Regions from separate parts of the Capra hircus genome. Here region 2 is linked to region 1. A link is a contact called in public Hi-C data. All regions are on one chromosome and are shown on one strand. Each heading gives the region's core, a stretch centred on a gene start, on an enhancer-like site or on the middle of the called end of the contact. The rest is flanking DNA. Distances are from core to core; before and after follow the strand shown. Region 1 overlaps FAM107B (protein FAM107B). Region 2 holds the start of CDNF (cerebral dopamine neurotrophic factor).

What was found. A called contact is a pair of places that touch in the nucleus more often than the background predicts.
Region 2: a Hi-C map of liver shows a contact between it and region 1, with 2.6 times the contacts expected there. The contact joins the promoter of CDNF here to the enhancer-like site in region 1. A contact is called at or near these places in 3 of 5 Hi-C or Micro-C datasets (blood and liver).

What each region holds. Positions count from the first base shown.
Region 1 is chr13:28,555,634-28,561,778 of ARS1.2, forward strand. The region is part of intron 2 of FAM107B (protein FAM107B); the gene reads right to left. Among named protein-coding and RNA genes, the nearest start is that of FAM107B, 190 kb to the right of the region's middle. Within about 2 kb of position 1,663, at least 1 of the 5 cell types and tissues checked has an H3K27ac peak or open chromatin away from gene starts, as enhancers often do.
Region 2 is chr13:28,803,510-28,809,685 of ARS1.2, forward strand. It overlaps CDNF (cerebral dopamine neurotrophic factor), which reads right to left and starts at 4,023. Exons shown (of 4, transcript XM_018057133.1): 1 at 3,839-4,023. The coding sequence starts at 3,953. It overlaps HSPA14 (heat shock 70 kDa protein 14), which reads left to right and starts at 4,193. Exons shown (of 14, transcript XM_005687958.3): 1 at 4,193-4,475; 2 at 5,576-5,656; 3 at 5,729-5,811. The coding sequence starts at 4,419.

The DNA.
Region 1 (6,145 bases), core at 413-2,912:
CTGATCCCAGTGACAGTCCTATGAACAGAAGCACTAGAATCTTTATTTCACAGACAATAAACAGAGGAATAAAAGTTAAAATAACTTGCCTAAGCTAATTTTGCCAATAGTGTAAATCTCAGACTTGAAAAAAAAATGAAAATTAACACTCTCTGATCTGAAAACTCATGTTCTGTCTCCCAAATTACAATTTTTCCTATTTTTAATAGAAAGATCTTTTGAAAATTGACATGAAATAAAGAGGGAAAAAGAATAAATTAAATCAACTAAAACAGAAACACTGTGGCTGCATCATTTGTGTATTTTAGGTATAAATGCACGGCCAAGCAATAATACACACGTATCTAACAGACTGGGCTTCCCTCGTAGCTCAGTTAGTAAAGCATCTGCCTGCAGTGCAGTAGACCCGGGTTCGATTCCTGGGTTGGGAAGATCCCCTGGAGAAGGAAATGGCAACCCACTCCAGTAGTCTTGCCTGGAGAATCCCATGGACAGAGGAGCCTGGCAGGCTACAGTCCATGGGGTTGCAAGAGTCAAAAACGACTTAGCAACTAAACCACCACCACCCCATCTAACAGATTAAACCAAATATTCCTTAAATGCTACCTGCATTGATCTTTTAAAAGACAAGTATGTCTGCAGCCTCCCCCAAATGGAAACTCACGAATTGGGCCTGTCATAGGTCAGCGATCCCATCACATCAGCCTGCCTATTTGAACTGGCCCCTCAGAGAATGCACTCCTTAGTGGAGACTGGAGAAGTGCCAGACAGACCTGCAGGCAGTCTTGATTTTGTTTAAAAGCCAACAGCAGTTTCATCTAGTTAATCAGTAGACAAGAAGGCAATGAGCTGCCATAAAAGGATTAGTCCCTCTGTCCTAAACCAAGGATAATCTCCCCGACCTCACATCCAGATTCCTGCCTCCTGAGGTCAAGGTGTCAGCAGGGTAGGGGAGCCTGTAGACCTGGGGAGAAGAGTGTTCCAGACTCGGGGAATAGAGAGTCAGGAGCACGCCTGATGCATCTGAGGAAGGAGGGACATGAGTGAAGGTGGGGATGGAGGGGGACCAGTGGGGGCACCAGAGAGGGGTGGGATTCGATGCGGGGACTTGAAGGCCAGTGCCAGCGCTCTGGCTTTTGCCCTGAGTGACAGCAAAGAACCATTCAGGGCTCTGAGCAGGAAGGGACGAGCTCTGACTCATGTGTCTGGACAATTATTCTAGCCGAGTGTAGGACAGGCCCAGCACAGCCAAGGAAAGACTCCAGGAGGCAGCTGTCAGGGGACCCAGGTGAGAGATGGGTGCAGCAGACCGGATGTCATTTCATTTCAGCGCTTGGGACTTCCTGAAGGACTGTACACCAGGAGTGAGACACACAGAGGGGTCGAGGGTGCCTCCAAGGGCTCTGGCCTGAGCAACGAGGACAGAGCTGCTGTGGTGGAGGCTGTGAGCACAGCAGACGGGAGTGAGGTCAGGAGCTCCCTTTGGGACATGCTGGGTTGGAGATGTCCCTGGACACCCGGGTGACTGAGGGAAGCAGCTGAGGCAGTGAGGGCCCAGACCCTGGGGGGCTCCTTCCTGGTCCTACTAAGTGACTGCCGGGGTCTCTCACTTCACCTCTCCCACAACCCCCCAACCCTCCACTCCCACTATTCCCATGACAGGAGGCCACACAGATGCCCACTGCCCCTGGCTCCCAGGGGGCAGGGCTGGGGCTCACTGTCTGGGGCCTTGGCGGCAAGAGACAGATTGAGCTTCCTGTGCACACAGCGAGCAGACTTCAGCTCTGAGCCTAGAGCACAAGCTCTAGCTTGCATTCTTCTTCACTTTCTCTTAAGACGAGGGGCCTGAGAAGCCTCTCTTTTTCCACTGGCAGAGAGGCCTGAGACAGAATCGGCCTGTCTCCTGCTGGACAGAGGCAGACAGGCCACGGGTGGGCAGCGGCTGAGGGAGCTCTGCCCATAAACGAAGGCACAGACTTCTTCCTTCTTCTCTCTCCCTGGTTTGTCCTTCATCCAAGTGGAGACAGGAAAGGGGGCCCCAGCCTGAGTCAAGTGTACAGACCTCAAGCGAGACTGCAAACTAGTCTGAGGGGAAAGCTGTGGTCACAGGGAGTGAACCATGCTGGGGTCTGGGAAAGGTTATGTATGAGAAGGAAGGTGGCCCTGAAAACTGTACACGATAGAGGCCCTGCACCCATGAACTGCTCCCCACTCCTGTGTGGGTGCGCACTCAGTCGCACGACTGTGTCTGAGTCTGCAACCCCACGGACGGTAGCCCACCAGTCTCAGACTCTTGTCTGTGGAATTCTCCAGGCAAAAATACTGCAGTGAGTTGCCATTCTCTTCTCCAAGGGATCTTCCCGACCCAGGAATCGAACCCAGGTCTCCCGCACTGCGAGCAGATTCTTTACAGTCTGAGTTACCAGATACATTGCACTGGGTCGAAGACTAATCCTTAAATGAAGGAACAGAATCCAGGAAGAACCACCAGGAGAGGGAGCCCCGGAGCTGCCTGGAGTCTCAAGCAACGTGGCTTAAAGCCTGAGCAACCAGTAATCCACAGCCCAGAAGGAAAGAGGAGACAGAAAAATGTCTGGAAGTAAAGGCACTTTGAAATGGATATCAGTATTGCTACATGAAACCTTCTTCCAGAAATTAACATGAAGACACTCTTATCAGATACACGCACCTGGACCAGTAACTGATTCATAAAGGGATTTCTTAAAAACTATCAAGTCAGTGAAGGAAAATGAGGGTCAGCTCAGTAGAGAAGCCCCCTTCATGTTCTCTCTGGTAACTTTTTCCTTTTTTTAAAAGCTTTTTCTTCTTTTAAATGATGGAGCCCATTAAATCTCATTGCTGTTTGCTGGTGTGTTTGCTTGTTTTAATGATAATAAAGCATTCTTTACAATCCCCTAACTCACTGGGAAGTCTCCCTAGGTTTACTCACCCCCTCCCCTCATGTAAGCCACAGTCGATGGTAACTTTCAATGGTTCTAAGACCCGTTCATGCTACCGACATTAAGACCTTTCTGCAAAATGTGAAGTCTATCACACGCACATGGAGTTCTGAATGGCTCTGGCTGCAGTGTAAGGCATGTACCAAGGGGACAGGGCTGATGTTGAGAAACTCTGATGCTGTTTTGAGGTCGAGGGGATTCAGTGAAAGATTTTAAGCTGAGGAATAAAAACACAGATTTGCATTTTAGACAGACACTAACACTGTACACTAAAAATGTAACCTGATGAGAATTCTGCCTTTGATTCCTGTGAATGAGCAAAATCATTACTAAACTCCACTGCCCCAGAAGAGAGGGGAATTCCAGCCTTATAGATGCCCTCTTGAGTCCTTCTTTGCATTTTTCCCCTTTTCAAAAGTTAACCGTGGGTCCAGGCCTCTGCTAGTCCCGGGTATTTTGTGTTGACTGCTTTTCAGAGGTGAATAACCATCCCCACAGAAAAATTCCACAACTGGATGAATAAACATTCACTGCATCTGGGTTTCCCATTAGACTATTCCTGGCTCCAGGAGTTCATTTTCAAATTTCTACATCACAAAGATAATTTTATTATTTTTTTTGTAGGGCTTGTGGGAATCTTAGTTCCCTGACCAGGGACTGAACCCAGATACTCATTAATTCATAGTCCTAGCCCCTAGGCCACCAGGGAATTCCCACAAAGATAAAAGTTAAAACTTAGTCCTCGGAGATATTGCAGGTTTGGTTCTAGACCACAATAAACTGAGTACTGAAATAAAACAAGTCACCCAAATTTTGGGGTCTTCCCTCATGGCTCAGCTGGTAAAGAATCCACCTGCAATGCAAGAGACTTGGATTCGATCCCTGGGTTAGGAAGATCCCCTGGAGAAGAGAAAAGCTACCCACTCCAGTATTCTGGCCTGGAGAACTCCATAGACTGTATAGCCCATGGGGTCACAAAGAGTCAGACATGACTGAGCGACTTTCACTTCACTTCACCTCAGTACATATCAAAGTTATATTTATACTATAAAATAAAACAATCCTCTGAGAGGAAAAAAATCAAAATTTACAGATTATGCTAAGTTCCATGTCCACCTCAATATTTAAAATCTATCTAAAGCACTCATAAATGAATCCTTTAGAAAACAACACCTGAAACCTATCAGTGCATGCAGGTTACAGCTATACCAGAACCAAACCGAAGCTAAACAATTAAATGTCTGAAGTACTGCAACTTCTGGGAAAGTAATTCCCAGGAAGTTTTTAAGAGCATTTGTTTCCCAGGCTGTCTCTAAGAGATTTACTTGGAAAAATCCAAGTCACTTAAGCTTGCACACCAGCCAAGTCCAGGCTCGGGTCAACCTGGAAGAGCAAAGGACTGTCCCTGGAGCCATGGCAGTCTCCCTCAGCACCCACAGTTCCCAGAAGGGAGCCTGGTTGTGAGGAGGAAGGCCTTGAGAGAGCAGAAAGTGAGTTAAAATGGGAATTTCTCCCAAACACCCAAGGGCTTCACTTACAAAACTCCTGAGCCTGGGAACAACCTGAAGATTCAGTCTTGTTGACAGGAGATCGTGGCACTATCTGGGACCCAAAGGCATCAGACAAGTGCCCAGATGACCTTCGTGGCCACAAACTCAACAAAGGCAGACAAGTGACGCCGAACCAGAGCAATCCACGCGAGCTCAGAAACGTGGCTTTTCCAACTGTGCCGGGCCCACCGCTGCTGGAATTTCAGACTCGCAATAAACTGGCCACAGAGATGCTGCCACACGCTTGCCAAACAGTGACGTGCTTGGGAAAATACCAAACTCGTTTTCTCATCCTTAAAGAACGTATTTTTATATTAAAAAAATAAGGCACACATTTTATATTTAGAAGATGGGAACGAAGGCAAGAGAAACCTTGGGAAGACAGAACACGTGCCCACGTTTAAGATCTCAACTGGACCAAGTGAGACGGGACCAACCAGTAGGTGGCGATGGCTCCACAAATAACACGGTGTCCGTTTCCAGGATGACGCCTGGTGGAGCAGGGCCACCTCACCCAGACCCTCAGCACTGTTAGCAAAAGCATCAGAGACAAGCCACAAGAGGAATCCACTGTGGAGTCACTATGCATCATCTCTCGGTGTTCTGCATAAGCGTCTCCCCATCACTTAAGCCTCACAATGGCCCAGTGAGGCAGGAGTTTCTATTCCGTGTAAGTCTCCCCATTCCCTCTGAGCTCAGACAGCTTCAAGGATGTAGGCTCCGATCACACCAAATGGGTCTAAATTCCAGCTCTCATTTACTGTAAGTGTGATTTGGGGTTATGTTTCCTCACCAGTTAAAAAGAAGAAGAAGAAAGGAAGGGGAAGAAGATGGAGAAGAGGAGGCGGAGGAGCAGTGGAAGAAGAGGAAGAAGGAAGAGGAAGAGGAAAGGCAGATCCTCTTCTACGGTTATGAAGAACAGACGAGACGGGCACACCCACCTCGGGGCCTGGAAACGGTAAGCCTTCCGTAAGTGTCATCTGTGACAAGTGCTGTCGCTGGCCACAGGTAACAACTAGGGCTTCCCTGGTAGCGCAGCTGGTAAAGACTCTGCCTGCAATGCAGGAGACCCTAGTTCGAATCCTGGGTGGGGAAGATCCCCTGGAGAAGGGATAGGCTACCCACTCCAGGCATCTCCTGATGCCTCAGTAGGTAAAAATCTACCCGCAATGTGGGAGACCTGGGTTTGATCCCTGGGTTGGGAAGATCCTGTGGAGGAGAACATGGCAAGCTACTCTAGTATTCTTGCATGGAGAATCCTCATGGACAGAGGAGACTGATGGGCTACAGTCCATGGGGTCACAAAGAGTTGGACAGGACTGAGCAACTAAGCACAGTAAACAGAAACCCTGTTATTTTGCCCCAGGTTACACAGCTCGTAAAGTACAGGACCAGGATTTGAACCTGGATCTGATTCCAAAAGGGTGCTTTCACCCCTTTCAACATCATACTCTTCTGAGCTGGGAAAATGGAAGGGGGCAGGCAGGAGAGCAGAGAATGGGTTTCACTTTAAACAGGATGATTTTCTCAACAAGATTTTAGAAGCTAACATCATAGCTTTATAATCCCAACTAGAAAACACCTTGCAGAAACCCATACTGAAGTGGGGAAAGGTGGCAAGAGAGACACATTTTC
Region 2 (6,176 bases), core at 2,773-5,272, 250 kb after region 1:
AGAGGATGAGATGGTTGGATGGCATCACTGACTCAATGGATGTGAGTTTGAGTAAACTTCAGGAGTTGGTGATGGACAAGGAGGCCTGGAGTGCTGCAGTCCATGGGGTCACAAAGAGTTGGACACGACTGAGCGCCTGAACTGAACAAAATGGTGTTAAAGGATGAGACCACAGGATAGGGAGAGATCCCAGGTCTCAGTGTGATGTTAACTCCATTGTGTAGGAGTTGAAAAGATGTAAAGAACCAGAAGAGACTGAAATAAGAAGCCAAAGGATGAGAACAAAGAATGAGTGTGTCCCAGGAGACAGTGAAGAAAGTGTTAAAAGGGAGGGACTAACTGATCAGTTGTGTTGAATGTTACTGATACAATGTGGAAAACATGCATTTTGCTAAGTTTAACTAGCAAATAGACCAAGTATGCAAAGGAGATACCTGCTGTAGTGATCAATGCAGAAACCATCTTTAAAGCTTCCTGGTGACCTCTGATTCCCCTCTTCCTGCAAAAGAAACCCTGTGTTCTGATGCCTCAAAGCTCCTTCTCTATTCTCAAATACACCTTCAGATGATATCCACACTTCAACTGTTGCTCTGTCAATGTATTACCTAGATGATGGAAGTTGGGAATTCTAACTTACACTTTGAATGATACACTTTTGACTCACTAAAAGCTATATAACCTGTTATTGAAGCACTATATAATGCGTGTTCAACAGAATTGAACTATGCACCATTGTAGCTGCTGGAGATGATGTGGGAAGAGAAAAGGTCTTGACTGTCAAGGAAGGCACACATGGAGGAAGCCAAAATGATTTCTCAACACCATGAGACAGGTACTAGATGCAAAAGGGAGGCACCTCCCTGGAGGAAGTTGGAAGATCAGTAAAAGATACTATGTATGGGGATTACATGATCACCACACTAGGGGAAGGATGCAATTGTGGCAGCTGAAAATGGTGAAGGTTGGTAACAAGGCATTGGAGCCGGGCAGAAGAAAGGAGCAGAGTCAATCAGAAGGTAGAGTCAATAGCCCCAGTGTTTGATGGGTTTAGGGGATCAGGGAGAGAAGTCTAGTCTAGCGGAATAGTTATATACTGGTGTCATAGCATAACAGACTTGGGGGACTGAGAAGGAGAGGAGAAAGTAACTTTGCTTTGTGACTCTGTTGAGTTTGAAGTAGAAGATATCTAAATAGAGGTGTTCAGTTGTCAATTGGATGCAAGATCTGGGACTCCAGAAAGGAGATGGGGTCGGTATAAACATCTGGGATTAATCAGACTATGGGTAGGTCAATTCCAATTGCATAGAAGAGTGTGTAGACTGAGAAGAGAAGAGGGCAGAGGGCAAAATTCTGGAAAATTCTAATACTGAAGCCATGGCTAGAGAATTAGAAACTTACAGATACTGTCAAACAAATGACCACAGAGACAGGAAGCAAAAGCAGGGGTAAAGCAGTATCATAGCCATGAAGAGAAGAAATTTTAAGGACTTCCCTGGTGATCCAGTGGTTAAGACTCTACCATTCCACTGCAGGGGGTGCAGGTTCCATCCCTGGTAGAGGAACTAACATCCACATGCCACCTGGCATGGCCAAAAGGGAGAGAAGAAAATTTCTGAGAAAGTCAGGGGTGTCCCATGGCAAAGAGAAGTCACAGTAAGAATGGAAAAGATTCCTTGTGCTTACATGAAGAGAGTAATATCACTATAAATCAACTAACAAATTAGTTTAAGGATTCTGGCATGTATTTAACCAGATAACCATACTCCTTTTACTTATGCTATAGGGTTTGATTTATTAAAATTAGTCCCATAAGTGAATATATAATTATCAAAGTAAAAAAGAATTTTAATAGTCCCATAATACTATCCTTTAAATGAGATTCAGAAATATTTACTTTTTTTTTTCAATAAGCTTCACATGACCTACAACAATCAGAAACTTAAATATTCTCAGGACTCAGGCAGATAAAATGAATGGGTAAACCAATCCAAGCACCAATGGGCTGTCCTTTCTGAAAAGAGCAGCCACAGCTAATTCCCACTATATGGAATTAGACAGATGGGCTAGTCTTGACTGGTAACCTGGTTTTCAAGATAAGTCAGAATCTGAATTTTTAAATATGACATCTCCAAATTTCAAAATACAGCCAATTAATTTTGATGTTTTGTCAGTTTTTTTATTGATAAAAGAAATCAGTGGTGTCCCATGCCACAGAATAGTCATGATAAGAATGGAAATTTGCTCTACATTATGTATAGTATAGCATTTTAATCTTACGATGGGAAGTTAATTGGCTAATGATAAAGACTCATAAGCAGAAACAGACCCAGATCTAGATTTTTTTGTTTTGTTCTAAAACCAGCATTTCCTTCGCTATGATTCTACAGTGTTAACAAAGGGGAACACACACCCAGGTTAGTCAGACATGCAGGTTAATAATCACAATATGCTGTAATAAATTCAAGTTAGAAGCTTCAGATTTAATTAATCCATATGTTCTGGCTCTTCTGAAATGTTTGTAAGTAGAAACTCCGGAAACTAAACTGCTAATGATTAATCCAATCAATTGTTTATGCCTTATAAGTTCTGCTTTATATGTGTAGGACCAAGTTAAGTTATACAGGACCTTTAAACAAAATTACGATATTTAGCTGAGTAACTGCCTGTATCTAAAGTTTGATAATAACATCATGTAGGTATTTTAAATTTCTGGAGAAAAGCTTAATTATTGCAGGGCCCACAGAAAACTGGACTCCAATAGTGAAGACTTATTCACTTATATGGTACAGTCTGTAGTTACCCATTCATTCAACATGTATTGTGAGGTTATCATTTCCTGTTATGTGAGAATAGATTTTCAGGCTTAGGGCTAAGTGAAGGATATACATCTAAGGTAATTATTTCAATGAATTAAACACGAGGTAAGTGCTCCAATAGCCCAGGAGGAAGGGGCTTAAAGTCAAAGTAGCTCAGTCGTGTCCGACTCTGCGACCCCATAGACTATACAGTCCATGGAATTCTCCTGGCGAGAATACTGGAGTGGGTAGCCTTTCCCTTCTCCAGGGGATCTTCCCAATCCAGGGATCGAACCCAGGTCTCCCTGATTGCAGGCAGATTCTTTACCAGCTGAGCCACAAGGAAAACCCAGAGAGGGAGGAGCTAGCACAGCTGATTATCTTCTTTGATCTCGTTAACAGCCCTCTGAGATAGGATTATCACGTTGATTTTTCAAGAACCAGTTACAGTGCCAGTTGGAGCCAGAAGGCTGAGTGGGACATAGACCCATATATTCTAGCTGCAAGTCCACAGAGGAGATTCTGTGAACAGCAAAGGACTCATTCTGTATTCCTTTTTCTAACCAGTTAAAGTACTCCTTTGTAAAGCACCTTTTCCCTTTGAAGTCCTAACAAATGTTAATTCTGTCCTCTGATTTAAGCCATTTCACCTCAGTTACAGAGAGTTTGTCACGTTTTGTCTTTTTGGGAGTTACAAACTAATTTGAACTTAAAGACTTCTGTGCACTACAAGTGTTGCCGGTTAGGACAGCACGTGCCTCTGCAGCTAGACGTGTGTGCACAAAATTGAGCCCAAATCTAAACGCACCAGCTTTGACAGCGGCGGTTTAATAGAGCAAGACCAAGAACGCAGTCTGAAGGTGTCACTGGGCCCAGCTCGAACTTTTGCCTAGGCTTGGACGAAGGCGATCAGAAACCAGGGCCAGGGCCCGCATTCCTGAGTGCAATGTTATTAATAGCCAAGGCTGGGAGACGCCAAAGCTAACAACAGCTGCGCTGTGACCTGGTGACATCGCCATGCAAGCAGGTCTCACACCGCTCACCTTCACAGTCGGCGCCCGGGATTCCCCCGGCCTCCTGGCCCTGCGCCCGCCCCGGGTTAGAGACCCAAAGTCCGGCGCAAAAGGCCACCATTGCGGCTGCGCCGCCGCACCACATGCTGAGCCAGCAGTTTCAAACTCCTCGCCACCTACGAAAAGAACAGCCGCCCGGGTACCGCCCGTAGTACGCAGCAGCGCGGAGCCTGGGATACAATGAATCTACCCGAAGTTGCTAGGACAAATGACGCAACTCAACCGTGAGTTTCCATTGGCTCTCAGGAAAAAGGGGTGGGACGAAGGAGCCGTTTCGTTACCCATCCCCGATCTGCGCGTGCGCAATATCGCTCAAGCGGTGCTGCTCCGGCGGGGAGAGACTCACAATAGCTAATCGCCGACTGCGCGACAGAAAAGGCGGGACCTTCACGCTGATTGGCGGCGACGCGGGCGGCCTCGGCGAGGGCCGGGGCGCAGTGGGTGGACGGGAACGTGAAGTCTCCGCGGTGCCTGATGGGGCTGTGCTGCGGCCCGGCGCTGTTGCTGCTGGGAAACCACCCGTTAGTGTTGTCGGCGTCTCTGCCGCCTCATGGCGGCCATCGGGGTTCACCTGGGCTGCACATCAGCTTGTGTGGCCGTCTATAAGGTGAGGGCCTCGGGGAGCTGGGTTGCGGGTGCAGCGTCCTTTGGGTACGAGGCCAAGTCCTTTGGTCTGCGGGGTTGTGAACGGCGTGTCGCCGGCCTAGGGACGTCGCACGAAGAGGCGATTCTGCGAGGAAGTCTTGGGGCTAAGGGCTGGGCGGACTCGGCCTCTTCCCCCGCGGCCCTCAGGAAAGGCAGCTGCGGACCCAGCACATCCTGGGCGCAGGAGGACCGGACGACATCCTGTGTTCCGAAGGCCTCCAAGCCCAGGGGCGGACCCAGGGACTTTCTGGGCGCCGGAGGCCCCGGGGCGGGGGCGGACCCGGGAACGTCCTGGGCGCTTGAGGCCCCGGGGGTTTGGGGGGAGGACCCAGGGACACGCTGGGAGCTGGAGTCCCCCCCGGGGGTGGGGACGGACCCGGCCACGTCCTGGGCGCTGCAAGCCTAGAGGAGGAAGGCGGACCTGGGGACCTCATGGACGCAGGAGGCCGGGATGGGAGACCCGAGCGTCTGGTACCCGGAGGTTTCTGGACGTTTGCCAAGAAGGAGCAAGGTGGCCGCGATCTGGAACTGGACCTGTTAATCCCGAGAAGCGTAGGAAGCTAGTTGATGGTGTGTGCTCTATTCACTTGTCCTTTCTGGAAATGAGTGTGTGACTAGGAGTTTAGGGCTTCTTCTCGTCTGTGGGGAGGCGGAAGGAACAATAATAAGGGACAGCCCTGATACTCGTCTCACGGTTAAACGTCAAATGATTTGTAAGGAAAGGCCGAAGGATTGTTGCTAATTCATCATATGTAAAAAGAGAGAAGAAGGATGAGCGTTTACAGGGAAAAGGAGAAGGGATAGAAAGGTTAATGTATTAACACGTTATTTTATATGGAGAGGTTATTATTACGTCTTTTCTGTTATCAGCTATGCAGAACAGACTGAAAAGAGGCAGCTGGTTGTAGAAGTCTGGTCTTCTTAAGATCTAGGAAATACAGTAAAGCAGTTTTTGTTTCCATGTATATGTCAGTCACAGGGCTCCACATATGTCTGAATGTATCTAAGGAGACTATGTATTTCATTTCAGAATAACTAATACAGTTGTGTGTTTACCTCTAGGATGGCCGGGCTGATGTGGTTGCAAATGATGCAGGCGACAGAGTTACTCCAGCCATTGTTGCTTACTCAAAACATGAAGAGGTACCATTCTCCTCATTTTTGTACCTTGAAATAAGTATAAAATGACATATTTAATAGATTGCTCTTTTTCAGGTTGTTGGATTGGCAGCAAAACAAAGTAGAATAAGGAATATTTCAAACACAGTAATGAAAGTCAAGCAGATCCTTGGCAGAAGGTATGGAGTAAAATAATACTTTGACCTATGGTAACAAAAAACATGTTTATAATTTGAATGTAAGCATAATTTGAAATGAAACTAGAAACACCAGTGTGTTTTTCGCTGTGTTTAGTGACTGAGTCATTTCACAGAATTCCCCAGTAGGCTGTTATCTTTTGATATTAGTGCTGAATTTTCTGAAAGATGGAATTCACGGAGACATTTGCTTCTCACTTACAGGTCTGTTAGTATTGGTAGATGCTAGTGTGCATTTAGTTTTGATAATTTGTGTCATTCAGAGGTGGCAGTTTGAACTTAACACGTTTTTACAGTACTCTTTTTAAACTGGGAGATTGAGTGGGAATTTGAAGATTTCTTTGCAC